Linked DNA regions of Mus musculus: all the other regions are linked to region 6. The links are chromatin contacts, called in public ChIA-PET and HiChIP or PLAC-seq maps. All regions are on one chromosome and are shown on one strand. Each heading gives the region's core, a stretch centred on a gene start, on an enhancer-like site or on the middle of the called end of the contact. The rest is flanking DNA. Distances are from core to core; before and after follow the strand shown. Region 1 overlaps Slamf6 (SLAM family member 6). Region 2 has its middle 32 kb from the start of Vangl2. Region 3 holds the start of Cd244a (CD244 molecule A). Region 4 holds the start of Ly9 (lymphocyte antigen 9). Region 5 has its middle 47 kb from the start of Gm37065. Region 6 holds the start of Slamf1 (signaling lymphocytic activation molecule family member 1).

Evidence for each region. ChIA-PET counts read pairs in DNA pulled down with a chosen protein or histone mark. HiChIP or PLAC-seq counts read pairs in DNA pulled down with a chosen protein or histone mark.
Region 1: a contact with region 6 is called in an H3K27ac HiChIP or PLAC-seq map of double positive thymocytes, with 4 times the contacts expected there. The contact joins the enhancer-like site here to the promoter of Slamf1 in region 6. A contact is called at or near these places in 2 of 39 promoter capture datasets (hematopoietic stem and progenitor cells and neutrophils), 1 of 484 Hi-C or Micro-C datasets (bone marrow-derived macrophages), 1 of 115 datasets of contacts at active chromatin or transcription factors (double positive thymocytes) and 4 of 9 other capture datasets (adipose tissue, embryonic stem cells, liver and 1 more).
Region 2: a contact with region 6 is called in an H3K27ac HiChIP or PLAC-seq map of large pre-B cells, with 3 times the contacts expected there. The contact joins the enhancer-like site here to the promoter of Slamf1 in region 6. A contact is called at or near these places in 3 of 39 promoter capture datasets (the C10 cell line, hippocampal neurons and stem cell-derived epiblast-like cells), 2 of 484 Hi-C or Micro-C datasets (bone marrow-derived macrophages and granulocyte-monocyte progenitors), 2 of 115 datasets of contacts at active chromatin or transcription factors (large pre-B cells and memory CD8 T cells) and 2 of 9 other capture datasets (adipose tissue and liver).
Region 3: an RNA polymerase II ChIA-PET map of memory CD8 T cells shows a contact between it and region 6, with 28 read pairs. The contact joins the promoter of Cd244a here to the promoter of Slamf1 in region 6. A contact is called at or near these places in 1 of 39 promoter capture datasets (stem cell-derived epiblast-like cells), 7 of 115 datasets of contacts at active chromatin or transcription factors (the HPC-7 cell line, effector CD8 T cells, embryonic basal ganglia and 4 more) and 2 of 9 other capture datasets (adipose tissue and liver).
Region 4: an RNA polymerase II ChIA-PET map of memory CD8 T cells shows a contact between it and region 6, with 101 read pairs. The contact joins the promoter of Ly9 here to the promoter of Slamf1 in region 6. A contact is called at or near these places in 4 of 39 promoter capture datasets (HPC-7-derived erythroid cells, embryonic stem cells and stem cell-derived epiblast-like cells), 2 of 484 Hi-C or Micro-C datasets (LSK cells and Th1 cells), 3 of 115 datasets of contacts at active chromatin or transcription factors (effector CD8 T cells, large pre-B cells and memory CD8 T cells) and 2 of 9 other capture datasets (adipose tissue and embryonic stem cells).
Region 5: an RNA polymerase II ChIA-PET map of effector CD8 T cells shows a contact between it and region 6, with 5 read pairs. The contact joins the enhancer-like site here to the promoter of Slamf1 in region 6. A contact is called at or near these places in 2 of 39 promoter capture datasets (embryonic stem cells and pre-B cells), 2 of 484 Hi-C or Micro-C datasets (bone marrow-derived macrophages and nephron progenitors) and 1 of 115 datasets of contacts at active chromatin or transcription factors (effector CD8 T cells).

The regions. Positions count from the first base shown.
Region 1 is chr1:171,937,812-171,941,997 of GRCm38.p6, forward strand. Slamf6 (SLAM family member 6) reads left to right here. Exons shown (of 9, transcript NM_001347186.1): 4 at 191-304; 5 at 641-670; 6 at 1,585-1,658; 7 at 3,814-3,885. Among named protein-coding and RNA genes, the nearest start is that of Gm37065, 21 kb to the left of the region's middle. Within about 2 kb of position 1,645, at least 35 of the 459 cell types and tissues checked have an H3K27ac peak or open chromatin away from gene starts, as enhancers often do. A contact at or near this core is called in double positive thymocytes, where this site is marked.
Region 2 is chr1:171,993,259-171,997,700 of GRCm38.p6, forward strand. No RefSeq gene overlaps it. Among named protein-coding and RNA genes, the nearest start is that of Vangl2, 32 kb to the right of the region's middle. Within about 2 kb of position 1,928, at least 31 of the 459 cell types and tissues checked have an H3K27ac peak or open chromatin away from gene starts, as enhancers often do.
Region 3 is chr1:171,556,766-171,561,310 of GRCm38.p6, forward strand. It overlaps Cd244a (CD244 molecule A), which reads left to right and starts at 2,428. Exons shown (of 9, transcript NM_018729.2): 1 at 2,428-2,620. The coding sequence starts at 2,560. It overlaps Gm35200 (a long non-coding RNA gene), which reads right to left. Exons shown (of 5, transcript XR_373705.3): 2 at 4,524-4,545; 3 at 1-1,680.
Region 4 is chr1:171,604,266-171,608,939 of GRCm38.p6, forward strand. Ly9 (lymphocyte antigen 9) reads right to left here and starts at 3,145. Exons shown (of 10, transcript NM_008534.3): 1 at 2,935-3,145; 2 at 725-1,054. The coding sequence starts at 3,058.
Region 5 is chr1:171,963,685-171,968,168 of GRCm38.p6, forward strand. No RefSeq gene overlaps it. Among named protein-coding and RNA genes, the nearest start is that of Gm37065, 47 kb to the left of the region's middle. Within about 2 kb of position 2,902, at least 28 of the 459 cell types and tissues checked have an H3K27ac peak or open chromatin away from gene starts, as enhancers often do. A contact at or near this core is called in effector CD8 T cells, where this site is marked.
Region 6 is chr1:171,765,868-171,770,254 of GRCm38.p6, forward strand. It overlaps Slamf1 (signaling lymphocytic activation molecule family member 1), which reads left to right and starts at 1,265. Exons shown (of 7, transcript NM_013730.4): 1 at 1,265-1,435. The coding sequence starts at 1,360.

The DNA of each region.
Region 1 (4,186 bases), core at 395-2,894, 170 kb after region 6:
GCCAGGCCATACCTCTCCTGCATCTCAGAAAGCCTGACAGATCCCCAGACTGCGAGTAGAAATGGCCATACTCAGCCTCTATAGACAGCCCAGAAGGACTGAAGAAATCCTCTGAGACAAACTCAAAGGATCCCTCATTTTATGTATCCTAGGAAGTTCCACTTCCTTTTTATTTAATTCTTCTTTTCAGGGGTTCTAACTAATCCACCCTGGAATGCAGTATGGTTTATGACTACAATTTCAATAATCAGTGCTGTCATACTCATCTTTGTGTGCTGGAGCATACATGTTTGGAAGAGAAGAGGTAAGTTTCCCTTCTGCTTTCTTCTATCTGCTGTAAGATTGCAGCTGTTTAGAGTCTGGGGCCTCTGGTTGCCAGGGGTCAAGGGAGGATGGACACAACTTCTGGCTGAATTAGTCCACTGGGATGATGCCCAGCATGTGACCAGGTTTCTGTTAATACATAAGGGAGGTGTCCTACTGAGAAGAGCAGTACCCGGCCTCGGGATCCACTTGCTCACTTGCCCTTCATTTGGGTTCCGTTGCCTGCATCCTTTGGAAAGATGCCTGGTGGAGAAGGATGGAGGAAATATTCTCTCACCGAACTCACGTGTTCCACCTTCCTGCTTTCATTTCCCAGGTTCTCTTCCTTTGACTAGCCAACATCCAGGTGAGCATGCAGCCTCTAACTACAAAACGTAAAGCAGACAGGAAGAGGTAAATGAAAGAGAAGAGGGGCTGGCCAGAGGGATAAAGAGTGAGCATTACTATTCATCTGGACCCTGTGGTGTCAGAAAGACTAGCTGGTAACCACGAGACCTACAGCATTCCTCCCAAGTATGTGAGGGGCATCACACTCTTCTAGAGCAAGGTCAAGATCACTAACTTCCTTTCTGATGGAGAACACAAGTCCCGGCGAAAAGGGTCCATGAACCACACATGCACTGTCACTTGGAGCATAAAACACTCAAAACTAGGCTCTGTGACTCCGCCACTGAGACTCAACCAAAGTTGAGACATTGGATAGATGTGTGAGAAAGAGATGTAGATGCAGGCTCGTTTTCTGAGTCTCGTCTCATGGGTGATAGTTTCAAGATACCATTGTTGAAGAGAGGGCATGAGGTCAGGGATCAGAAGACCTGCATTCTCACTCCTGTCCCTCTCTTCCTAAGCGACTCTGTACAAGTCCACTAAGCACCCTTGAGCCCGAAATTCCTCATCTCTAAAATTGTCAAATCTGTCAGACGGGGCTGTGAAAACTGTCTCCAGAGATCTCGCAGACTGTGGTATTTAGTCCTTCAAGTGTGTTGACATGAGGGAATCACTGAGACTCTGAATCATAAGAATACCACCCACACCCTCACCCAAGAAGTGAGGTTAGAAATAGACCATACGATAGTTCTTGTTTAGCACTGAACTCAAAAGATTGGGAGGTGGAGAGAGAGTCCTTAAAGGGGGGTCAGTCTTGAAACAACTGCTTTGCAGGGGGTGTTCTAGAGGCCAGCAAGACACAAGATCCTGTGCAGACTCACCCCAGAGTCCTACCACTGACAGCTGTACCTTTTGTGTGTGTTAACCATACAGAGTCCTCCCAGAGCACAGATGGCCCAGGCTCTCCAGGGAACACTGTGTATGCACAAGTCACTCGTCCAATGCAGGTAAGTCCTCTCAGCTCTGTTCTCCACTGTTGCTGTTGTTACCGTGATCCCCCCCCCAAGCACATCACCACAATCGTCAGCCTTCTCTATTGGAGAAGGCAACCGCAGAGCTGACACCCAGTGTCTGCCCTGATGGCCTTTAAGATAATGCTTCCCCTCGCTCGCTTCCCAGTGTTCTCTGTCTGCTTAACCCATCAGGCAGTCTTTGTGCTTCAGGGTTACTATAACCTGCTTGAAAATACAAGTTAGAGACTCTCCTTTTCCCTTGCCACATTTGACTAGATCAAAGGAGATCATAAGCTGGGAGGGGGTGTCATCCAGGAAGTAGAGTTCATGAGAACTTAGAGTAGTGTCTCAAGAGAGAAGGAGGCCAAGTATCACAAGCCTTAAACAATAAAGGGAACGAGCTACAGCTATGGAAGAGAACTCTCACATAGTAGGATGGCCTTGGTCACGCGCCAGGGTCCCCACTACCCATGAATGAGACCATTGTGGGGGCACTTTTCTAAAATAAGTAGATAGACTGGGGAGCCAATTCTCAAGTCTTCTAAAAGAAAAAAAAAAAAAGCCTAAAGAACTTGGCATTCTTTTTTTTTTTTCCTTATTGGATATTTTCTTTATTTACATTTCAAGTGTTATTCCCTTTCTTGGTTTCCCCTCCGAAAAACACCCTCCCACCCTCCCCCTGCTCACCAACTCACCCACTCCCACTTCCTGGCCCTGGCATTCCCCCACACTGGGACATAGAGCCTTCACAGGACAAAGGGCCTCTCCTGGCAGTCTTGAAATAATGGAAGTGAAGCAACGGCCCAGCTAAAAGGCTTGGATTCCCCAAGCAAACACCTCTCTCCCCAGCTGACGCAGGCTTTGTGGGGTAAACTCCTAAAGGAGAAGACTGTGAGGGGCAGTCACGCTTTTTGCCCATTTACTGTTCCCAACTCCTGCTGGGAGCATGCTCACCAACAACCCAAAGCAGGGATCATCAGCCCATACGGCAGCTAAGTATCTAAATGTATGTAGAGATCCACCTAGGACCTGAGGGTTTCTGTTGTTACTACTGCTTTGTGCATCAGAGAACCATTCACTTTGGGTTTTCTTTCCTTTTGTTCATTAATTTACTTATTTGCATTCATTTCATTTCTTTTACATCCCAGTCACAGCTTCCCCTTCCTCCTCTCCCCCTAGCCCCACCCCCTCACGCCCCGGATTCTCCTCCCCTTCTGTCAGAAAAGGGGGTCCTCCCATGGATATCGACCCACCTTGGCATATCAGGTTGCAGTAGGACTAGGCACATCTTTTCCTGTTGTGGCCAGACAAGGCAGCCCAGTTAGGGGAAAGGGATCCAAAGGCAGGCAACAGAGCCAGCCAATGCTCCTGCTGTTCGGGGTCCTATACATCTGTTACATATGTGTTTGGGGCCCAGGTCCTAAACGCATGCTCTCTGGTTGGTGGTTCTTAAAACCGGTAGTTCCTATACTTCTGGTTCCCCACTACACCATGGTGACTAGACCATTAGAATAACAGGGATAAATGGGAGCAGGCAAAGTAGGTGGCTCCAGTTATAACTAGTAAAGACTAAGACAAAAGATCTGATGCAATAACCATCTAGCATGTAAGCTTTTATGTATGTTTAAAGGAGCAAGCCTGGAATCAGATGCAAGACAAGAATGCTTTTATCCCTCCACACGACTCTGCCCTTCGGTTGTTCTCTGGCTGGGCCTTTACATTGCTGGGACATTGATATTCTATCTAGGTTGTTTTTCTGTTTCTTGGAGAATGTTGCTAAAACATCACAGGTTTGAACTGGTAGAGCTTGGTCCTAGGCTCCTCTTGGCATGACGCTTCTTCCTTCCTTGCTTCTTCCTTTCTTTCTCTCTTTCTTCCTTTCTTTCTCTCTTTCTTCCTTTCTTTCTTTCTTTCTTTCTCTCTTTCTTCCTTTCTTTCTTTCTTTCTTTCTTTCTTTTCTTTCTTTCTTTCTTTCTTTCTCTCTCTCTCTTTCTTTCTTTCTTTCTTCCTGTCTTTCTTTCTCTCTTCTTGTTTTTTTCCTTGTCATACTACCTTTCCCCAAAATACTTGCATGCACAGACCTCTTTGTTTCTGTGTGAGCCAAATGAGTATTATTCTTTTGTTTGTTTGTTTGTTTGTTTGTTTACAGGAAATGAAAATCCCAAAACCTATCAAAAATGACTCCATGACAATTTACTCCATAGTTAATCATTCCAGAGAGGTAAATCCATGACTGCTTTGTTTTCTTGTATTGTGTATGCCTGCATATATGTGTGTAATGTATGTGTGTGGTTTGTGCTCATGTGTGTGTGAATAGGAATAATCCCATCCAGTGCCCTGTTCCACCATTCCGTTGACTCCCACAAAACAGTGCCTCTCACTGAACCCAAAGCTAAGCCTGTGTCCAGAAAGCTAAAAAGTCCTCCTGCTTTGGGCCCCTGGAGTGTTGGCATTACAGAGCTAGGAAAGCTTTTTACATGGGGACTGGGGATTTGAACTCGAATCCTCATGCTTTCTCAGTA
Region 2 (4,442 bases), core at 678-3,177, 230 kb after region 6:
AGCTGCTGCTTTAATTTCTTGCCATTTTCTTAAGATTTATTTTTAACTTAAAAGTGTGTGTGTGTGTGTGTGTGTGTGTGTGTGTGTGCTTGGATATGTGCGTGTGAGTGAGAACAGTGCCTATGGAAGCTAGAGGAAAATGTCAGATTCCCCTGTATCGGAGTTACAGGTGGTTGTGAGCTACTACACGTAGCTCAGATCCTCTGTAGGAGCAGGGAGTTTTCTTGATGAAGTATCAGCCTCATGGCTCTTGTTTGAATCATTATACCAAGAAGTCCACTGCTCTTCCATAAGTTCCACATGTAAGACCATCCCAGAATATATTATTTAAGTATCACAGAAATCATAATTTGATGTATATATGCAATTGTAGAACATGAGCAACAGTGACTTTACAGAAATATTATAACCATGAAGCTTACTTAGAATCAGTTTTGTTTATTTGTTGAGGCAGGGTCTTACTAAATAGACCAGGCTGGCCTGGAAGACAGGAGTGATCCTCCTGCCTCAACCTCTACAGCACTGAGATTACAGGTGTGCACCACCACACTCAGCAAACAATTTTGATCTTTTGCATCAAGTATTCTTTTTTTTTCGTTCTTTCTTTTTAAAATAGGGTAATGCTGAGTACTGAACGTGCAAAGAGCACCCACAACAAGTCAGACACAAGGAATTCCCCAAGAGGAACCTTCTTTTGTTTTTGTTTTTGTTTTTCAAGACAAAGTTTCATTCTGTGGCCCTGGCTGCCCTGGAACTCACTCTGTAGACAAGGCTGGCCTTGAACTCACAGAGCTCCAACTGCCTCTGCCTTTGCCTTCCAAGTGCTGGGTTTAAAAGCATGCACCGTCACTGTCCAATTTAAGTATTTTTTTCTTATTAAGGCATGTTTTGACCCCTTAAACTTCATGGGTACACAAGCTTTCTCTTAGGGCCTTGCTACTCCAGGTAGCCTGAGACCATCAGCTACATCTTCTAGCGCTGTGAACTGAATTATGTTCTCAGAATTTAGATGCTGAAGTCTCACCTAATTCCACCTAATTATTTGAGAAGAAATTAGGGTAATAAAGGGGTGTGAGAGAGAAGTCTCACTGTGAAATCATTTACCTGGTTAGAGATCAGAAACCTGGTATCTCTCTCCCTCTCCACCCCCAACGTGATGCCATCATAAGAGGAATGCTACCCCCAACCCAAGATTTTTCTCCAGATCCCAGCCACATAAACCTCAGATTTTAGCTCCTAGAACCATAAAATAATGAAATTCTGTTAAGTCATCCAATCTGTGGTACTTTGTCATGGCAGCCCAAGCTACTAAGGCACCAGACCCTCAAGATGTACACTCTTAGTCTGACAGTGGTGACATACTCCTTTAATCCCAGAGGCAGAGACAAGTGGATCACTGAGTTCGAGGCCAGCCTGGTCTACAGAGCAAGTTCCAAGACAGCTAAGGCTACACAGAGAAACCCAGGGCCTGTGCCAGACCTGCTGGATGAGACTCTGCATTTCTAGCAGGTGCTTGAATGATCTGCACACTTGTCATAGGCACAGTGACAGCTGAGCCAGCTCTACTTGCGGGGAGCTGTTTCAAGATAGAATAAACCACCTGAACTTTTCAATCTAAGAAAGAAAGACCCCTGGTGTCCAGTTGTTTAATATGCCCCAAATCAAGAGGCCTCAGATCTCATAGCAGCCCTGGCAAACAAAATCTGCAGGGTAAGTTGTATCTGCTTTCTCTCCAGTTCCACCCCATTGTTATGGGGGAAGGGACTGTGTTAGGAGATAAGCACAGAGCCAGAAGATAACAACCCCTCAAATGGAGTTAATCTAGACTGTAAAAACTCTAACCTAAAATTACATGCTAGGGTATCAGTGGGAACCAACATTAAGAGGAACGTGTAAGGAACAAACCCACCCTAACCGGTCTCCCCCACAGTGAAGGTCATGCAAATGTTTGGCATCTGTGGTAGCACAGGAGGCCCTCCCCTTCCTCTCAGATGTTTTGCATCACATTTCCACTTTTTTTTTTAAACTGAAATCTTAACAACTATACTAGTGCTTTTATTGTTCGATCTATGTTTAAAACTACATATGGCTGTACATGGTGTTTTACTTAGGGTTTTGTTTGTTTTACATATACAGACTTCATTTTTCTAAGTGTTGTGGTTTCTCAGGAAAGTGGAGTCTAATGCCCAGAGATTTTCCTCACGTTCCCCGTCCCCCCACCTACGCAGCCTCCCCCATGATCAGCATCCTGCATGGAGTGGAACATTGGTCACAACTGGCAAACCTACAATGACTCACAGCGTCAGAGTCCATAGCTGGCATTGCAGTTCAGTCTTGGTAAGCTACATTGCGGAGTTGAACAAATTACGATAATATCCACCACTATAGTAACGTACATAGACGTGCTGCCCTAAAAGCCTACCTTTCCAGTTTAAAGCACATATTTGTCCTGGCTAAGCCACAAATAGCACAGGCTAGTTGTGTCCTAAAGTGAGAACAAATAAACTATTAACTAGATTCAATTTGTTTTCTCAACCACAGATTCTCTTACAGGATACCGGTGTACAGGTAGCCTTTTGAGCGGTGGCTTCAAAATGGTTCACATTCTCACTGCTTGCTTCAGTCTGTCCCCTGGACCTCCTCTGGGGGACATTATAATAACTTAGGTGTCAACAGTAGGAGACAAAATAGCCACAATAGTATTTCTCATTTGTGCTAGCAAAAGCCCTGGGAGCTCCTAGGGAATAGAAGCCATGGTTTATATATCTCTGCATCCCAATGTCTAGCATAAAGAAACATCTTCCTGAAACTTACTGAGGTAAGAGAAACCTATGCCTTGCCCATGTTTCCTAAACCATCTAAGCCAGTACCTTTTCCCACTATTCCACCGATTCCATGTGTGACATTTGCTGTTCCAAGCTGCATATCTCTCTCTCTCTCTCTCTCTCTCTCTCTCTCTCTCTCTCTCTCTCTCTTTCTCTCCCTCCCTCCCTCCTTCCCTCCCTCCCTCCTTCTCTTTCCCTTCCCTCCCTCTCCCCCTCTTCCCTGCCTTTCTCTCCCTCCCTCCCTCCCTCCCTCCCTCCCTCCCTCCCTCCCTCCCTCTCTCCTTCCTACTACTTTACCATGCACTGACGCAATAGTTTTCCAAAAGCTGACTTTCTCCCATGCAACTTTCCCAGCAACTGGAAGAGCCTTCCCATCACTTGCTTAGACTAATAAAGAAAATCAGGAGCTATCTTATGTAGTTGACTTTCAGTTCTGTAGATTGAATTGTTCCTCTCCCCACCCCACAAAAAAAAAAATAAGCTAATAACAAATCACTGAGTGTAACATCGTGTCACCTCACCAAGAACCACAGCCTGCTATTTTTTTTTCAGCAACATTACAAAGCCAAAGGCTAGACAATCCCATTGGAGCAGCTATGTCATGACCTTGACAATGCACTAAGCTGAGTCCCTGCCTTCTTCGGTGATAGCTGAAGTGCTTCCAGACTGTAGCTTCTGTAGCTAACGGTTACAAACACCCTTTGTTACCTGACACATGACTGAGAACACGACTGTCCCTTCTAGCAAACCCCAAAAGAAAATATGGTCTTGTTGACAAGCATTGAGATCCAGTCAAAGGGCGATTTGTTCCTAGACTGGCTTTTGGTTTGGGTTTGGGATTTTTTTTCAAGACAGGGTTTCTCTGCGTAGCCCTGGCTGTCCTCACTCTATAGACAAAGCTGGCTTCAATCTCACAGATTCATCTGCCTCCTCGGCCTTCAGGGTGCTGGAATTAAAGGCGTCCCCCACCATGCCCAGCCTGGACCACCTTTTAGAGGAAGAGGTTCAAGATGTTAAATAGACTGCTCCACAGTCCACAAGGGTCAATTCAGTGAGAGCAGCATCATAGCCACTATCTTTACCAGCCAAAGTAAAGTACTTTTAGTACCAGGCTGGGAATATCAAGGCACTGAACCAAAACTTAGTATACTAAGAGGCATTTGTTCTATATTTCAATCATTCAAAGGTTTGACGTAGAGATTCAGCCATAGTAAGTCGAAATCTGACCGCGAGGTGAACTGAGAACAACAAATAGAAGTGATCTTCCACAGGCTTAACTACAAAGAGGACAGGGGTGTTGTCTCAAGAGAAGTATTCTTGTGCCCATGTAAGAAAGAATCTTTAATAAAGAAACAAGGGACTGGAGTATAGCTCAACTGATAGATGCTTGTCTAGCATCCAGAAAGCCCTAGCACGACCTAAATTGAACGTGGTGATGTAGGCCTAAAAACCCAGAACTCAGGAGGTTAAAGGTCATCTCCAAGAGAGTCTGGGATATATGAGACCCTATCTATCTCAAAACAAAACAACAGGGGGCTGGTGAGATGGCTCAGTGGGTAAGAGCACCTGACTGCTCTTCCAAAGGTCCAGAGTTCAAATCCCAGCAACCACATGGTG
Region 3 (4,545 bases), core at 1,178-3,677, 210 kb before region 6:
ATACACGAACTTATACCTCATAGCTTATACCTTTGTCTTTCATGGGTCTGAAAGCTAGACACGCCAAGATCGGGATGCCCTCATAGTCAGGTTCTGGGAAGGCTTTTTTTTTTTTTCTTCCACCCATGGGAGAAGGAATGAGCACTGACAGGATTTTTGGAGTCTGCTGGGTCTCCTGATCCTGCTTAGAAAATAAAAACATTAATTCAATTCAGGAGAGCTCTGATCACTTCCACAAACTCTCCACTTTTTCTTCTTCTTTTTAAGATTTAATTATCATTATATGTAGGTACATTGTAGCTGACTTCAGACGCACCAGAAGAGGGTGACAGATCTAATTATAGGTGGTTGTGAGCCACCATGTGGTTGCTGGGATTTGAACTCAGGACCTTTGGAAGAGCAGTCAATGCTCTTACCCACTGAGCCATCTTTCCAGCCCAACATTCTACTTTCTAATACTACCATACAGTTGGTTACATTTTAAGATATGAACTAGAAGGGTGGGCACAAACATTCAGATTCATTTATTTATTGATCTTTTATGTCAATAATAAATAATAAACAAACAAACAAATCAGAATGTTTGATCCTAGCTCTCAGAAGGCATAGATAGACAGATCTCTGAGTTCAAGGCCAGCCTAGTCCACAGAGATAATTCAAGGACAGGCAGAGTTATAAAGTAACCCTGTCTTAAAAACAAAAACAATAACAAATAAAAAATAAAACCAAAAATCTCTTTGGGCTGGAGAGATTGTTCAGCAATTTAGAGTACTGACTACTGTTCCAGAGAACCCTGGTTCAACTCCCAGCACCCAAGGGCAGCTGGTCTGTAATTTTCAGTGCCAGGAGATCTGATGCCTTCACACAGACATAAATGTAGGCAGAACACCAATGCAATGAAATAAAAATAAACAAAAAGATTACCATACAAAGTAAGGGGTTTTATTATAGCACTTTCTTTTTTCTTTTTTTTAAATTTATTTATTTATTTTATGTATATGAGTACTCTATTGCTCTCTTCAGACACAGCAGAAGAGGGTAATCAGATACAATAACAGATGGTTGTGAGCCACTATGTGGTTGCTGGGAACTGAACTCAGGAACTTCAGAAGAGCAGTCAGTGCTCTTAAGCCATCTCTCCAGCACTTATTATGGCATTTTCACACCAGTATATTCCAGAGCTTTCTATTCAAGCTCTCAAGGATAGCTATTAATTTGGTGCTGAAAACTATCTTGAAGGGAAGCCAAGTTTCCATTTCCATGTATTGCTTACCTTCAGGGGGAAGATCATAGATTTGTGTTTGTGTGTGTGTGTGTGTGTGTGTGTGTGTGTGTGTGTGTGTGTGTGTGTGTGTGTTCACTTGGGCATGTGTGGAAGTCAGGGGTGGAGTCCATCCTCCCTCTTCATCAGGAGGATTCTGGCGATTATGCTCCGGCTGGCAGGCCTGATGATGAGCACCTTAACCCACTGAGCCATCTCGCTTACCCAACTGCTGTTGACTGTGAGGACTCAGAAAGCAATTTGGTCAGCACTACACAGGTTGCAAGTTGATGAGCTGGAGTTCAAGTCCAGGTCTTTGACTCCAAATTGACTGTCTGTCTGGTCCAGAGCATCCGTTGCTTGCCACCACTGGCAGCCACCTGTCCTATAAAGGCCGCTCTTGCTCAGTGTTGGTCGGGCTAGAAACAGATCAAAGAATGGAATGAGAGGATGGGCTTGGGAGAACCACACGTGTTTGTTGCTAAGGGGAAAAGAAGAGGAAAAGAGCAAGAGGCCTGGCTTCTGGATATGGCCTTGAAGTAAAGGGTCCTGAGGGAGTGGGGTTCGGGGTGGGGTGGGGTGGGTACCACTGACTCCACCCCTCCTTGGAGTTCAAAGGATCTCTGCTGCCTGCTCTTCTACAGGATGAATCCAGCCACGGAAGGGGGTGAGCACCACAAAGCGTTTCACATCCTTTGGTTGTGGAGGGGTGAAAGGAGGAACACAGTTTGCATATGTTGAACATTTGAGATCAGACTTCCTGGGCTCATGAGATTTTTCCCAGCAAGTCTAAATGTTATGTCTCTTCCTTAATCACCCCATATGCTCTTCCTCTTCCACGTTAGTACCTACTTACTCAGGGTTCTTCTTCTCAGGCCACCCTACCCCTAAGTTCCTTCAGACTTCTGCTTCCACGGTGTATGCTGGTTTGGGGCAGCCTGGAATAATGACTGTTGGTTTTCTTTCCCACCCTGTGGGAGCCACTAAGAATTCAGCACCAGGCTGAGGAGGACCAAGGGCTGGGATTTTGCAACTGGTTTTTTGTGAGTCACTGTGCACTCTGAGTACCCACCCACTGGAGGCATCTTAGCTTGTGGGAACCCACGTGGAGGGACTGAGGCTTTCTCGGTAGCCTTGTCAGTGCACAGCAGAAGTGAACAGCCTTCAGTTGAGGAAATTGTGGCTGGACAGGCAGTGAGGTAGTTCTGCTGTGTCCTGCTGACAGTTAGCTGCGAGCCTATTGACATCTGAGCACCTGGAGAAGACAGGGCCCCCGTAGTCTGCTCTGTCCTGTGGTGATGTTGGGGCAAGCTGTCCTGTTCACAACCTTTCTGCTCCTCAGGGCTCATCAGGGCCAAGGTAAGGATTTTTGTGTTGGTGTGGGATGGGGCCTGGCATACACCCATGGGTGCCTGAGTGTGTGAGGGAGATCAGAAGTTAGAGCCTCTGATTATGCCATTTCGATAGTCACCTGGAACACAGAAAGCCAGAGGAGAGGTTAGAGAAGGTGGTCCAGGTCCTTAGGGCTATTGTAAAGTGGGTGGAGTTTAGTCTGTATGAAAACTGTGGAAAACTGGAGCGATGTGTGTACAAGCCTTCTCTGGAGCAATGTGTGCATTAGCTTTCCCTTTTCTCGCTCTGGGAGTGGATTCATCACCAGCCATAGCTTTTTCCTTCATTCCGACACAGTTTCACACAAACACCACCTTGTCATTGTCACCTTCCCCACAGAATTCGTGTCCATTCTGAAGAAAAGGATGGTCTGGGAGTTGTGAGGAGTCCCTGGATGCTTTGGGTCTGGGTGAGGTAAGGTAGAGAAAAGAAGGTAGGACAGGCAGGGTCTCACGAGTCAGCACAGAGACTGCTCCACTTTGGGTGGGTTGGGTTGAGCCTTGCATTTCTCAGGGACTGTTTTCTAGTTGTCACTGTGCTGGAGGGGACCCCGGGAGTCCCTCTAGCAGGCCCAACTCATTTGCATTCAGCTTCTGGTCACCTTACCTCCTCTCAAATGAGGCATGAATGGAGGAATCTCTTCCTGAGGAAGAGATTTTGGCTCAGGACTCAAAGAGACTCTGGTTCAGTAGAAGTCACCCCAGGGGCAGCCAGATGATGATGACAAACCTTTCTTACTAAAGTGTGATATCTGCATATCAGTGTACGTGTCAGTGAGTCACTTTTCTGATGACTTTGGGACAATCGTGCGTTTATGTCCACTCATTGTCTACTGTCTTTCCCATAAACATAAGCAATATTCTCACTCCAAATCTCACAGATTAGTTTTGCCTGGATGTACGTGGCATCCCATGGTATGGGTTCCTGACTTCTTTTACTTGACACTTCTATGACGTTTGTCTATGTATCTTATCTCTTTGATGGGAGTTTCCAGTCCCTGCATGCCATGCATCTGGGTGAGATAAGACAACTCCATCCCAGGCTTACACCATCCTCTGCTCACTCTCTTGAGGGTGAGCACCTGATCTTTAAAATGGTTTTACAGTAGTGCCATGAGCCTTTCTGTCACACAGCAATACACCTTCAAGGTCACATCATGGGGTCTAAGTGTCTATATTCTTAGTGGGTGTTGTCAAACTGTTTCAGGAATGTTTGAGCCATCTAGTACATGGGATTTCAAGTTGTCACAAGGCAACTGGCATTTTGTTCTGTGTGCCTGTGAACAGGAAATGAAATTGCAATGATGTAGAGCCCACAAAGCAAAAGGCCAAAGCCATGGCTTGATAACTTCTTTGACATTTTGCATGCAACCCCTATAGCAGAGCCAGTCATGAATTAATTATCATATTTACAATGACTTTTCTATATTATGAGAACTAGGCAAAATTTAGCAAGGAAACAGTTGAGCTGAGGTCAATTTTTTGTTTTTAAAGATAGAATCTCTCATATTCTAGGCTGTCGTATAAGACCGAGCTTTGGTCATGGGAGGCAAGGGCCCTACTAACTAAACTACATCCCACACCCAGATTATACCCATGAAAATCTTCCAGTCAGGAAAATAGGTGTGTACAATGCCAACTCCAAGGGAAGGCAGAAGAGGCCCTGGCACTGTCAGTCAGGGTGCATTGAAAGGGAATCTGAGAGGATTCTTCTAGGAGGGGAGACAGGGGACTGTCTTGGTGTGGTAAGAGCTCAGAAAAACGAAGAAAGTGAACCAATCCAGGCACAGAAATAGCCTGAAGAAAAGCAAGAAAACCAGGAGTTAGAGTGAGAGGCATAGTACTGAAGTTGTCTTGGAGAAAGCAAATACCTGAGTGGACTGGGAATGGGAA
Region 4 (4,674 bases), core at 1,895-4,394, 160 kb before region 6:
ATGTATTTCTAAGCAAAACATTAAAGGTAAGGTGCTGGGAAGATGGATCAGTGCTAGGAGCACTTTCTGCCCTCGCAGAAGACCACAGTTTGATTCCCTGTACTCACATTGGGTGGCTCACATTCACCTATGATTCGAGTTCCAGGGGGTTTGAACCTTCCCCTGTCCTTCACCAGCACCCACATGCACATAAACACACATCTACTCATACATAAATATTTATATTGCAAAACATAAGTAAGCACATCTAGGGAGAATGTGTGTGGACAAGGTTTGCTGAGGAGAGAGTACATGTGATTTATGGACTCTAGTGATTAAACACTACAAACTTAAGCTGAAGGAACAAAACTAGGGTAGAAAGAGAGTTGTCAGCCTTTTGGCTGTCTATAAGATAGTACAATGAGCTTCAGGACTGTAAGATCATGTTACCTATTGAGAAGAAGACACCAATGGCAGGGCTGTCCCTGTCACCATGTGTCATGTGGAATATAAAAATGTACCACCTCACGCTATCTCCAGCTACACTCTGACCCCAGTGATCTTGTGGCTTCCATGGCTAGCCCCATGGAACAACCGCTCATCTCGAGGTTTGTTGTTGTTGTTGATTTTGGTCACATTTCTAACCATCTGCCCCTGTGGTTAATGGTCACAAAGTTTTTAGAGATCAGTAGGGGATTGGTGGTGGTGTGGGGGTGGAAAATCCCCCAAGCTCTCTGGAACTCACCATAGATGTGCAGTGTGAACTCTTTATTTGTGGTGAGGATAACATTCTTTTGGTTTATCTGAGCATGGTAGGATCCTGAATCACTTTTGGTTAGGTTGCTCATGTACAAGGAGTAGCCATCTTCGCTGACTTTGAGTCTGCCATTATATCCTTTGTCCAGAATAGTTATATCTTTTTTGTAGAATACTAAAGCAAGAGCCTTTGGGGGACAATTCCAGATGATATGCTCAATCTCTGCATCCTTTGAGATGTTTAGGGAGAAAGTCACAGAACCCCCTAGCATCCCTGATATCACTGTTGGAGGTGTTTCCTTTCCAGAGGCTCCGAGCCCTGTGGAAACAGAAGAGGGACTTGGAGGAACAGCTGAACTCTTCAAGCCACCTTTCGTTCATTCACCCCATAAACATGGACTTATCACAAATTCCATATACTGAGAAATGAATGAGACCAGACATTCTCCTTCTAAGCCCACTGGCTAGCAAAGCCATTCATTCATTCACTTATGCATTCACCCACTCATTCACCAAACTCTCTTCCATGAAAGTAGCTATAGTAATCCATAAACCGTTTCTTCTAAACTTCTTTTCTAATTGGGAAATTACTCAGGCTATGACTGGGTGAATTTCTGAAGTTTTCTGAGAGTCAGCATATTGATCTGTAAGACTGATAGATTCATCAGAGCTACGTCATGTACAAGGGATATTCTGATAAAACTTCAATGAAAGCAGGTTGTTGCAAACTGTAAAGAGCTAGAAAAGCAAATGACATCATCTCTTTAAAAATAAGATGAATAGGACGATGCTTAGAGGAGTGGAGAGATGGCTAGGTGAGTGATAGAATAAATAAAGTCACTCCCTGGTAGAACCTAGATGCTCAGCATGGGGGGAAAGCTGTCACTAAGAGTCTAGAGAAATAACAGTTATTTCCGAGGGACTGTTCCATGCCACTGTGCTAAGCATGACTCTCTCACTGTTTTCAAGCTTGAAAATGTCTTTATCAGCCTACCTTCCATCATCTAGGAGATCCCAGACTGTCTTTGGCTTAGTCATGTCAAGCTTGGGGTTGGGCAGAGATGGTATCATTTGTTTTGCTTTGTTTTGGTTTTAAGTACAGTCCATATTTCTGATAAATATTGTTATCAAAGCTTTTAAGAGCTCAGGTGTTTGGTCAACACAACTCATTTTCCTATGAAGACTCTGCGGTATCTGTTGCATGACCCCAGTCTAGATCCCCCGATTCCAGGGCTCCTGAGGCTTTGTAGAGTACTCTAGGAATTTAGATCAAATCAGACAAGATCTGAATCCTGGCTACTTCAAGAATTCTGGGTGCAAAAATTATAAGATAAAAAGAAGACAAAGAAGTGTAGCTGTAGGGCTGGAGAGATGGCTCGGTGGTTAAGAGCACTGCTGTTCCAGAGGTCCTGAGTTCAATTCCCAGCAACCACATGGTGGCTCACAACCATCTGTAACGGGTTTTGATGCCCTCTTCTGGTGTGTCTGAAGAGAGCAATGGTGGTGTAGTCATATCATAAAATAAATAAATAAATCTTAAAAAAAAAAGAAGTGTAGCTGTAGCCTAAAGGGAAAGGAAGAGAAGAAGGAGAAGGAGAAGGAGGAGAAGGAGGAGGAGAAGGAGGAGGAGGAGGAGGAGGAGGAGGAGGAGGAGGAGGAGGAGGAGGAGGAGGAGGAGGAGTCACGTTGTCTAGGGTCACCTGGGCATATGAAGCTTCTATGGTCCAGGGGATACAAGAATTAAGACAGGAAGTAGAAAGAAAATCTAACAGTGTTTGTGCCCCCGGAGGCTGCAAGGTGGCTTGTCATCAGAAGGGTTTGCTCTGATTGCTCTGTGAATTTGTATACATTACACAGAAAACAAACCGGAGACAGTGAGTATGAAGGAAACATGGTTTGAGACTGGGCTAGAATATTACCTCCTCATGGTGATTCAATGTGTTTGTTCTCTCTCTCTCTCTCTCTCTCTCTCTCTCTCTCTCTCTCTCTCTCTCTCTCTCTCTCTCTCTCTCTCACACACACACACACACACACACACACACACACTGCATACATACTCTTACATATGTACAGTTCTCAAAATAAAGTATAGTTGCAGAGTACTTACCTAAGGAAGGTAATTTCCTGATTTTACCACAAGAATCTATCTTCCGGGCAGAAGCCCAACCTCAGAGACCGCGTGTAGCAAGCAGAACTTACCCATGAGTAGGAAGAGGAGAGGAATCCAAAGAATGGGAGAAAATATCTGCTGCTGACTCATTCTTGGATTTTCAGAGAGTGGACCTAGAGCCCAGTCACACCAATATCTCTTTAGATCCGCCATGATGGTGTACTTCCAGATTTCAAATTAAAGGAGATGCACTTACCACAACTTCCTGAAGTATGTGAGTGCACGCGCATGCGTGGTTTGTGGTGCACGGTTTGTGGCGTGTGTGTGTGTGAGTGTGTGCATGTGTGCATGTGTGTCCCAGGAAGAGCTGTTTATATTGAGCACGACAGACTCCTGCATCTGCTCAGACTGAGGGAGAGGTCCCAAGCACATCCAGATCCTGCAAGGAAATTGTAAACCAGTGCTGGGCTTCACTTGTTTCAGTATCAAAGATGAGCTCTAACCATGAATCTAAAGATGTCTACTAAGTATCCTCACTTCTGGACATTACTGTCCTCTTCTTGGATTCAGGCTGAGATTAGTGGCTTCTTATAGTGAATAGATGTGACAGAGCTAGTGATATGTCACTTCTGAATACAGGACAAGAGAAAGGCTGTGGCTTCCATCTCTTTCTTTCCCATTTCCAATTCCCCCATTTTCTTCTCTCCTTCCTCTAATTCATGTCATGTGTGTGTGTGTGTGTGTGTGTGTGTGTATGTATATGATATATATATATATATAATGTAGGTTCTACATAGGAAAGAAATTATGAATATCTTTCTGAACCTGGAATATTTCCCTCAATATAATGATCTCTAGTTCTGTTGATTTTCTTGAATGTCTCATTTTCTTTATAATTGAAGAAAAATGCTGTTTTGTTCGTATACGTCATTTTTCCTCTATTGATGAACATCTAGGCTGAGTCCCTAAGTTGGTTATTGTTAATAGTGCCTCAAGAAATGTGGCTGAATATCTCTGCCCTATGCACAGGGATTTTGATTTATGATGCAGAAAAGAATTTCAGGACAAGTCAGTCAGAAGCAAAGTTAGTTTAAATGAGAAAAGAATGTGCACTCTAAGAGAGATGGAATCCAGGGTGATGTGTACCTCAGTACCTTGGCAGTAACTATACATATCTGATTTTGTGGATTTTGGAGTTACATTGTTTGAACCATACAGGCTATACATGGGGTTAAAGAGTAAGTAAAAATATTCTGGTATGCATATTTTATATAAAACATTTTCCTTTTGTAGATGAGATTATGAGGTGGTGTGTAACTTTCATTGTGTCGGTTTCCAGATAAGAAAGGAATATTGACAAGATAAGAACATAGACCACAAGACTCAAGGGAATTCCCTCTGTGTGTGGGTGGCACAGAGGTCAACATTGTATTTTGACTGTAAGCATGATTCATTAATTGTCTTAAGAATCTTGGTTGTGGTATTTTCTCAGAAAGGGGAACATAAATCCTTTGCAGGCCATCTTACAAGTGGCTTCATGAGCTGTGTTGAGATTTTTGACTCTTAGCCTGTATGAGATGGGTGAGATGACTTATACCCAGTGAAGTCACCCTTTCTTGAGTTTTCCAATCAAACAACAGAGATTTCGTAAATCAATCAATTGATCAATGTCCAATGGAGAAATCAGCTTACTGGGTACATCTGGCTTGATCCAGCTTTAACTTCCCTCCACCATTATTCCACACCAGCAGTGCCTATTGCTCTAGATGTTCCTTGAATCCGTGAAAAGGCTCCAGGAAGTTCTTTTGGGGGGTAGTGTTCCTTCTCTA
Region 5 (4,484 bases), core at 1,652-4,151, 200 kb after region 6:
AGAAAACACAAAGGCAGAGCAACCAACGAACTGTCAGCGTGACTTTAAAGCCTGCATGAGAAGAGGAAAGCTTTTGAAGATTAATATATGGCATCTCGCTTGAGAGCTGTGATTAAAACAACGGAGGCTCAGAATTATGAACAGGAAGCAGACTTCAGAGAAACGGTGTTTTGGTTGTAAATAAATTGAGACTGAGGTGAGAACAGAGCATGAAACGGAAACTATAGCTAGAGATGTAACACAGAGACATTTTTAGTTTATACCAAATATAATCACATATACAAACATGGGAAATTAGGAGAGTGGTTACAGGGATGTTTTAGGACTCAAATAGAAAAGTGCTTTTAGACAGTGCCCTTAAGGAACAACATGACTGATTCATCCATTGTTACTCAGAACCTCTTCAAGCAATTTCTTTCTGTAGTAAACATTTCATAAAAACCTTCAATGGACCACCATTTCACCATGTCCTGGTGAATCATGTTTGTCACCAAGGCTATTAATTACACTACTTTATCGGGTTTCTCTAGAAGATCCTCCCCTATCAAGAGAATACTAATTACTTACTTTATAAGAACCTCTCATAACCCAGTGCCTTCTAACCAGCCATTTTATTTTTGCTATGTTCTAAGAACACTATTACCACTGATTCTCTGTGAACAGGAAGCCGAGAGAGTCCAAGAACCTCTCCTACAGAGCTTCCAGATAATGGTAGCCTTTTCAGTAGCTAAACTCTTCTTACCATTTCTCGAAGTCTGAAGATGTCTATGCAATAACTGTCTTGCCATAGCTTTTGGGTCATACTTTCCATACGCACCCCATGCCATCCTTACAGTCCAGAAGGGAATCAGAATGGGAAGGTGGCAAGTGTATATATATATATATATACACTTCCAAATTAGCATAAGGTTTCATTTATCTAATAATGACAGGACAGGTAAGGTGGCTCAAAAGATAAAGCCACCTTCCATCAAGCTAGATGGCCTGAGTTCCATCCCTAGAACCCATGTGGTGGAAGGAGAGGACCAACCCCTAGTACCCAAGGACAATAATGACCCAGATCTCTCTTGTGTTACACTTGTCTGGATAAGCCACATTGATAAAAATATTTCTTAAATATATCAACCAAATGCTTCCATGTCCTTTTCCTTTTAAGGTCATCCATTTCATGTAACATCTAAATAAAATATCCTCAGGCCTTGAGTACTCCACTGAGACTCTGCATTTCTGAAGCTTTGCAGAGGAGACAGAGCTTACGTTCACCTTGTGTGCTCTCCATGTTTCAGTGCCTACAGACTTTCCCATCCCTGTGGTCATCTCACCTCCTCCGGGTGTTCTCACCATGCTGCTCCATCTCAAACATGGGCTCTGTCCCCCCCCCCCAGGACCACCAATACAAGTCTGCGAGTCTGTCTCACTTTCTCTTGAAGACTTCAGGACAAGGCAGGACTCTAAGGCACCATACAGAATAGGATGCACCAGGGTGTGGAGAATGCTTGTCGACAAGCATGAGGACGTGAGCTCACAGCCCCGGCATCCAGGCATGATAGAACACACCTGCATCTGTGACTCTAGTGCTGTGATCGGAGGAGTGACAAATACCCAGTGCTTGCTGGCTAGTCTGTCTAGTCAATTAATGAGCCCCAGACCCAGGGAGAAACCCCATCTCAAAAATAAACAAAAACATAAAACAAAAAAGAGAGAGATAACTGAGAAAGGAAGACCCTCACCATCAATGTATGGGCCTTCATACACATATAAAAATTAATATATTTTCAAAATAATAGAAAACATTAATATTACATGCTTTGAGTCACTATATTCAGAGTTCCTTAGTCATTCCTACACAGGGTTATTCTTACCAAGTATCACCCTCCCAGGCCCCTAAAATCATTCTTCCTTGAAGCCTACTGTTGGTCTTGAAGTTCTTTATATCTGCTTGCCTTACAATGAAATACTATATCTGGTGGACATGGTACAAACGCTTCCACAGAAATTGGCCACTGCTATGAACCAAAGTCTTTATCCTTTTTTTCTCTTTTAAACTAGCACCTTACCCACCTTGGAAAACTAAAACATACTCATTACTCTGTAATTCACAAGGATTTTCAACGCTTTACTAAACAACTGTTTCCATTTCAGAACAAAAGCAGCCGCACTGAGACTTTCCTAAGACCAAGAGCCTTTTTGTTCTCAGAGTTCAGCAAGTAGGATCAGTTTCTAAATGACCTGCGAACAAATCATCGGCTCGCCCACAGTTTTCATCAATAACAATAAGTACCAAACATAGCACCCAGAAGGAAGATGGCTCACGAGGAGTCAAAATGAAACGGAAGTCAGGAAGTGGATGGTGTCCTTGGAAAAGGTGAGGATGCTCCATCACAGAGGGACTTATGAAAGGGAAGCTAATGGAAACAATCTTCTAGGTGAGGGGGTTAAGGAAAGTGAGTGAGCCATCCCTTTCCCTCCTTTGTGACAGCTTCCTTCCTGTGTGCCCTTGGTTGTTCCTGAAGCAATTATCACACCTACCTCTCACCCTCACCTCCGTCCGTCCCCTCATGATTTTCACAGCTCAAGTGTTGAGTGAATCTGTCCAGGCCTCCTAAAACCTTTGATGTTGAAAACTGTTAGGAAGCCAGAAATGACTTCTGAATTTGCAAACTTTCCAGTCACTGTCTAGATTAAACAGGTAGATACAAGCTCCAGACCCACCCCAGCTCATGTGTGCATGCTCTCCTCCCCACCGCAACTCTCTCCCCATTCCTTTCTCTGATTCCTTCTTTCCATCTCTCCTACCCTCTTCTTGGCCTTCTTTCTTTTACCCCTCTTTCTTACTTGTGTGTTGTTTTGTAGATTTAAAGGCGCTAAGACAAGGATGAGGGACGCTATCTCAAAAACAGGAAGCAAAGGGTTTTTCCGTTTGTTTTGCTTTGAGACAGGGTCTCTTTCTAAGTCCTGGCCTTCCTAGAACTACCTCTGCCTCTGCCTCTCAAATGCTGAGATTAAAGGTGTTTGTCAACACCTCTGGCAGGAATTAGAGCTTTGAACAAAAGATGTTGAGGCTTCTAATTGGACTCCAAGTTGGTTTACTAGAAGCATGAGAAATAAAGATTTTTTTTTTCCAAAGAGAAAAACCAGAAGTCTTTTGAAAGGGTAACTGTGGAGAAATGGAGCAACCAGCTCAGTGGTGAAGAACGCTGGCTCCTCTTCCAGGGGACCTGGGTTCAATTCCCAGCGTCCACATGTTGGCTCATAAGCACCTCTAGTTCCAGTTCTAGCGGATCCAATGTCTTCTTCTGACTTTCAAGGGCACCAGGCACACATGGTACACAGACATACATTCAGACAAAACACTTAGACCTTAAAATAAAAAGAAAGGGAGGAAGGAAGGGAGGGAGGGAGGGAATGATGGAGGGAAGGAGGGGAGAGAGAGGGAATGGGAGGGAGGGAGAGTAACCATAGAGATGAAACTTCTTAGCCTTGTTTCTCCTTATCCAGGTGATATCAGCACATTTGCCTCTGGCAATGGCAGCTGGCCTTTGTGTGGCTACCCTGTCTAACGTGGTCAAGTAATCAGAAGAGGGCAGAGTCAGTTGTGTGATGGTTCTAAGAGTAAATGCTGGCCTTCCCCACTGACCAGCCTTGGGTAAGGCACTTGGCCTATCCCAGCAATCCTGATCAGCATAGCTCTACTGTTAGGACACTTAGTGGCTAGTGTCATCCTAATTGGCCCATTACTATGCTCTATGAGCTGCATAAATGATTAACTCTGAATAAATTAAGTATTATATGTAAATAACCTATCACAGAGCTTACCTGACACATAATGCAAGATGCTCAATAAAGGTTAGTTCTTCTTCTAATGTTTTTTTTTCCTACCCACCCATTCACGAACCTCCTCACCAATGCAATTCTCTGTAGAGTGGATTTTTTTTTTAAGTATTGGTCTAATGTTCCACAGCTTACAAAATGGAAAACTTAAACACAGTGGTGAATGGGTAAGACATAACACTGAGTCGGGAGCTCCAGTATAAGATTGTTCATGCCAATGCAGGATATGAATCCAAAACCCCAGATCCAGGACTCCATAAGAATTTATCTATGGTTATCAAGAGAAAAAGAGATCAAACTTTGAAATCAGGGGGACCTGGATTCAGGCTCTGTTCCTGCCAGTTACTATCCATGTGCTCTCCCTCTCCCTCTCCTCCCTCTCCCTCGCCTCCCTCTCTCTCCCTCTCCCTCTCCTCCCTCTCCCTCTCCCTCTCCCTCTCCCTCTCCCTCTCCCTCTCCCTCTCCCTCTCTCTCTCCCTCTCAGAGATTTATTTATTTATTTTATGTATGTGAGTACACCATTGCTCTCTTCAGACACACCAGAAGAGGGAATCAGACCCCATTACAGATGGTTGTGAGCCACCATGTGGTTGCTGGGAATTGAACTCAGGACCCCTGGAAGAGCAGTCAGCGTTCTTAACCACTGAGCCATC
Region 6 (4,387 bases), core at 15-2,514:
AAATACAATAAAACCATCAGACAAACAAACAAAGGAAAAGGGAAAAGGAAGGAAGGAAGGAAGGAAGGAAGGAAGGAAGGAAGGAAGGGAGGGAGGGAGGGAGGGAGGGAGGGAGGGAGGGAGGGAGGGAGGGAGGGAGGGAGGAAGGAAGGAAACTCCAATTTATATCATTTTTCAATTTCTATGATATTAACCCCTTATGTGGAGTTAATTCCTAGCTACCACAGTGAGGACACATCTGGGAACACACCATGCCCAATACATCATTATGAAGTTGGATACAGGAGGCAGGAGAAGAGAAAACAAAGAGAACTACAGACCAGTTTTCCTCTAACTCCAGCTCTTTCTACCCCATGACCTTTGGGGTCAAGAGTAGATTATCTGTGAATATGACAATGGATTCTAAAAGCATTAGCCTGGGGACTAGTAAGATAGCTTGGTGGATAAGGATACTTGCTGCATAGGCCTGGCAACGTGAGTTTAATTACTTGATCCCACATGATGGAAGAAAAAAGCTGATTCCTAGGGGTTGTTCTTTGACTTTCACACACACACACACACAGCCTCACCTTTCAAAGTCTCCTTTTGAGCTCCTATTCTAGTGTTCTGTTCATGGAAGTTCTTTCTTCCATCCTTTCTCCATAGCAAACCTTACAAACAACTTCTAAATTGAAGGCAACAGAGAGCTAACTTGATTCTGCCCCACTGTGCCTGTCAGGAAAATGGGCTGTTGGTCAGAGATGTCTACGCCTGTCTACTCTATCAGTTTGTGACTATAGCTCAAAGTATCACTTGCACAGGTATTCAATGAGATTATGTAACGAATCATAAGTAACAGTCCTGTCATCTCATGCCAAGTAAGTTACAAATAGAAGTTGAGCTCTGGATTCCCTAATTTGTAGGTGGTCTACTCAATGTCCGTTTTTTTCTTAGGATCCAAGAAGAGTTTACCAGACAGATCTGCTCAAAGAACTTGTGACACCCATTTCCTGGAAACAGCTTAGAAAAAAAGAGGGGTGGGGGGGGAATCACACTTCTTCCCCAAGCCAGGGTTTGACTGATGTGACATTACAGCCCCTTTCCCAACTCCCATGGGTCTGAACACCTGACTTTGGCTTCTCAAGAACAATGAAGTGATAAAGTGATTTAAGCCTGATCATAAATGAGCAATCCTGGAGGCTCAAGTAGAAAAAAAAAAAAAAACCCGGTTGAGACAGGAAGCTGGTTCAGGAACTTGTCAGCAGAGGCAGCACTTCGACGATCAGAGCTTCTTCCTTGGGGGTAACAGTAAGCAGCTGTCCTGCCGAGCTGAGCTGAGCTGAGCTCACAGCTGGGGACCCTGTCTGCGATTGCTGGCTAATGGATCCCAAAGGATCCCTTTCCTGGAGAATACTTCTGTTTCTCTCCCTGGCTTTTGAGTTGAGCTACGGAACAGGTGAGTGTCCATTTGTTTAAAGGGTTTGAGTCTTGTGTTTAGCAGTTTGGAATCAGCAGAGCCCCATGGATGGAGAAGCCAAGGGCTGGGGAGTGCTGTTCAGTTGCCTCTTCTTTAAGGAGAGTGCCTCTGGGTTTCCACTGTGTCTTTCAAAGAGGAAGAAACCTGTTGAGTTCCCTGAGCCTTGGGCTACAAGGATTTGTCCCATCTACACTAGTTTCTATGGAAACCAGAAGCTAAAGGCACCTGCTATGTCCATAGTCAGCTTCCTGGACTCAGGCTAAAATTCTGAGTAGCTGGTTTATGTGGCTACCCTTCTGGCAAAGACCCAGGCTAGGGACCAAAGCTCTGGGACACTTGACCTATACTTCTGCTGAGGAAAACGACTCTCACATGTACATCATTGGCAGACAAAGAACACCGGTCCAGTGAAAAGCAAGGGTGATAGGAGCAACAGGTAGAAGTGGGAAACCTCAGACCTTAGGCTCACACCAGACAGTGGCTGCGGTGTGGTCATGCTTTCTTATAAGAGATGACTCCAAAGCACCAAGAAGAGGAAACGTTGGGATTTTGGAGCCCAGGGTTGCTTACAGAATGGGGAAAGTGCAATCAGGAAACTTCAAGGCTCTGCAGTGGGCTCAAGTGATGGCAAAGGGTTAAAGGAGCAGGACTTCTCTCCCATCCCTCTGGTTCTTCTCTTTTCCAAGGCAAGCTGTTGTTTTCTACTTAGTGGGTGGGAACTGTAAGGAAAGGTATTGGAGAGCAACCGTGCTAAGCAGTGCATACTGGGCTAACCATGGAATGAATGGTCAACTCCATTGTAGAGTTTAATTAGATTGTGGGAGACAGCCTGGCAGAGATGGCTTTAGGAAGCGGATCGGGGAAATCCTGAGAGCCAGAGCATTTTGGTCGTGGGGGATTCATGACTGTAAATCCATTATGGACTTTTCTAAGAAAAACCCTGAAATGTGCCAGGGATTGGGGGTGGGGGGCTGTACCTAGAATCTTTTATTCAAGTCTCAGATGAGGAGACCCTTGTCTAGCTCCACTTTGAGATAATCAAACTGAGCATCTTTGGAGGTAGAGCTAAGCCCTTCTTGTTGCATACCATTTGAACCCACCATTGCTGGCTTACTTGGTGACTGTAGTAACTATGGAATGAACGTTTGGTTTTCTCCTTGTCTAACCTTGTCTGTAGCAGCTCAGATGTAGCTAGCAAATGTTCTGCTTAAGGGTAGGAGGTCACTGGCTAGTGAGCGACAGCCCAGCCCCAGGATACATACATGTCTCTCCACTTGGCAACTATTCTTTCCTTGCATTCCACGTTCTAAAATAAGCTCAATTTTTGTCAGTGTTTCTATTTATAAATGTGTACTCTTTTGTGAAACCCCATTAAAACCCAAATAGAAATACTTTGCAAATGAGACTTATCAGTCGTGTCAGGGCAACCCAGAGGAGCTTGATTCTTGTAAAAAAGTGTGCACCTTCCCATTTCTGCTCAATTTTCAGTTCCTACTCAGAACTATAAGATGCAAAAAGTGCAAACGTCCCTTCCCAAGAAAAGCAAAGGCTCCTAAAGGATAGTTGATGTCTTTATTTACAGTGAACTTCACATGTAAGTGAGTGATGTTCAAGAAGCTAGGCAGCTTCTATATGGCATCTTGACTTTAATCCAAGAGGCAGAATAAAGAGTTGCTATCTTTGGGTAAATAACTGCAAGACAAACTTTATAGAAAGCATTGTTTTAAGTGTTTTATCCTTCAAATTCTCATACCAGCCCTATGAGATTGGTGCCACCATTGCTAGAACTTTGTCACTGAAGAAAGATAAGCAGACTAGATTAACCGTTTCTCTGTACTCATGAGGCTGGATGCTAGACGTTTCAGTGAATGAAACTTGATATGCTCTGTTTGAGGACTGGGAAGAATGATCCAATGTGTTTCAAGGTCCCAAGAGGAAAACTAGGCTACGATGTCTGTGATTAAGGTGTATATGTTGAATTAAATTGAAACTAATTGAGTATGGGGTTTTCCAAAAGGAGAGAGGCATTGCTGAAAGGAAGGAAAATGAAGAGGCACGTAGGAAGCATTTGATGGGGAGCTGGGAAGTAGAAACTTTTTTGTCATAGTGGTTTTTGCTTAACCTTTTTTGTTTATTAGAGGAAAGTTGCATGTGCATTTCTGAAACTTCAACAAAACAAAACAGATTAGAATGAAGACTTGCCTTCTTTCTATAACCCTTGCTATAGATGACACTCTGTCCATGTTTCGAGTATCCTTCACAAAGTAGGTTGGAGTCTACTAGAGTTGGGAAGGAGAACTTTAGATGGAGATACATCCCAGGCTTCAGTGATGTGAGTGTTTGGGTGGAATGGCAAGGGGTCTGTTGCAATAAAGAAACCCATGGTTTGTGGCTAAGGAACTTGTAAATCCTCACCAGAAAAGTGGGGAGGAATAGTCTCTCATCCCACATTGGGGATGTTATAGAAAGAAAATGGAATTCATCTTGATTGTGGAAAGGGGGGCATTTAGACTCATGGTGTCGTTCATTCATTCAACCCATTTAATTTCATTTATTGACTTTGATAAGAAGGATTTCTTGGGCTCCCATTGAGTCCCAGGTACCAGTTAGAACAGTAGTTCTCAACCTGTGGGTCACATCTTCTCGGAGGGTCACATATCAGATACCCTGCATATCAGATATTTATGTTACAGCTCATAACAGTAGCAAAATTACAGTTAGGAAGTAGCAGTGAAATAGTTTTATGGTGGCTACAACCTGAGGAATGAAGTGTCGCCAGGTTAAGAAGGCTGAGAATCACTGTTAGAATACCACAGTGAATAAAAGATACAATCCCTCTTCTTGAATGCTTCTAACTCTGTGAGCACAACAAGTGCTAACGTAGATAAAAATTGTGCTGAGAAGCACAAAGGAGGGATGGAGAGATGGAAG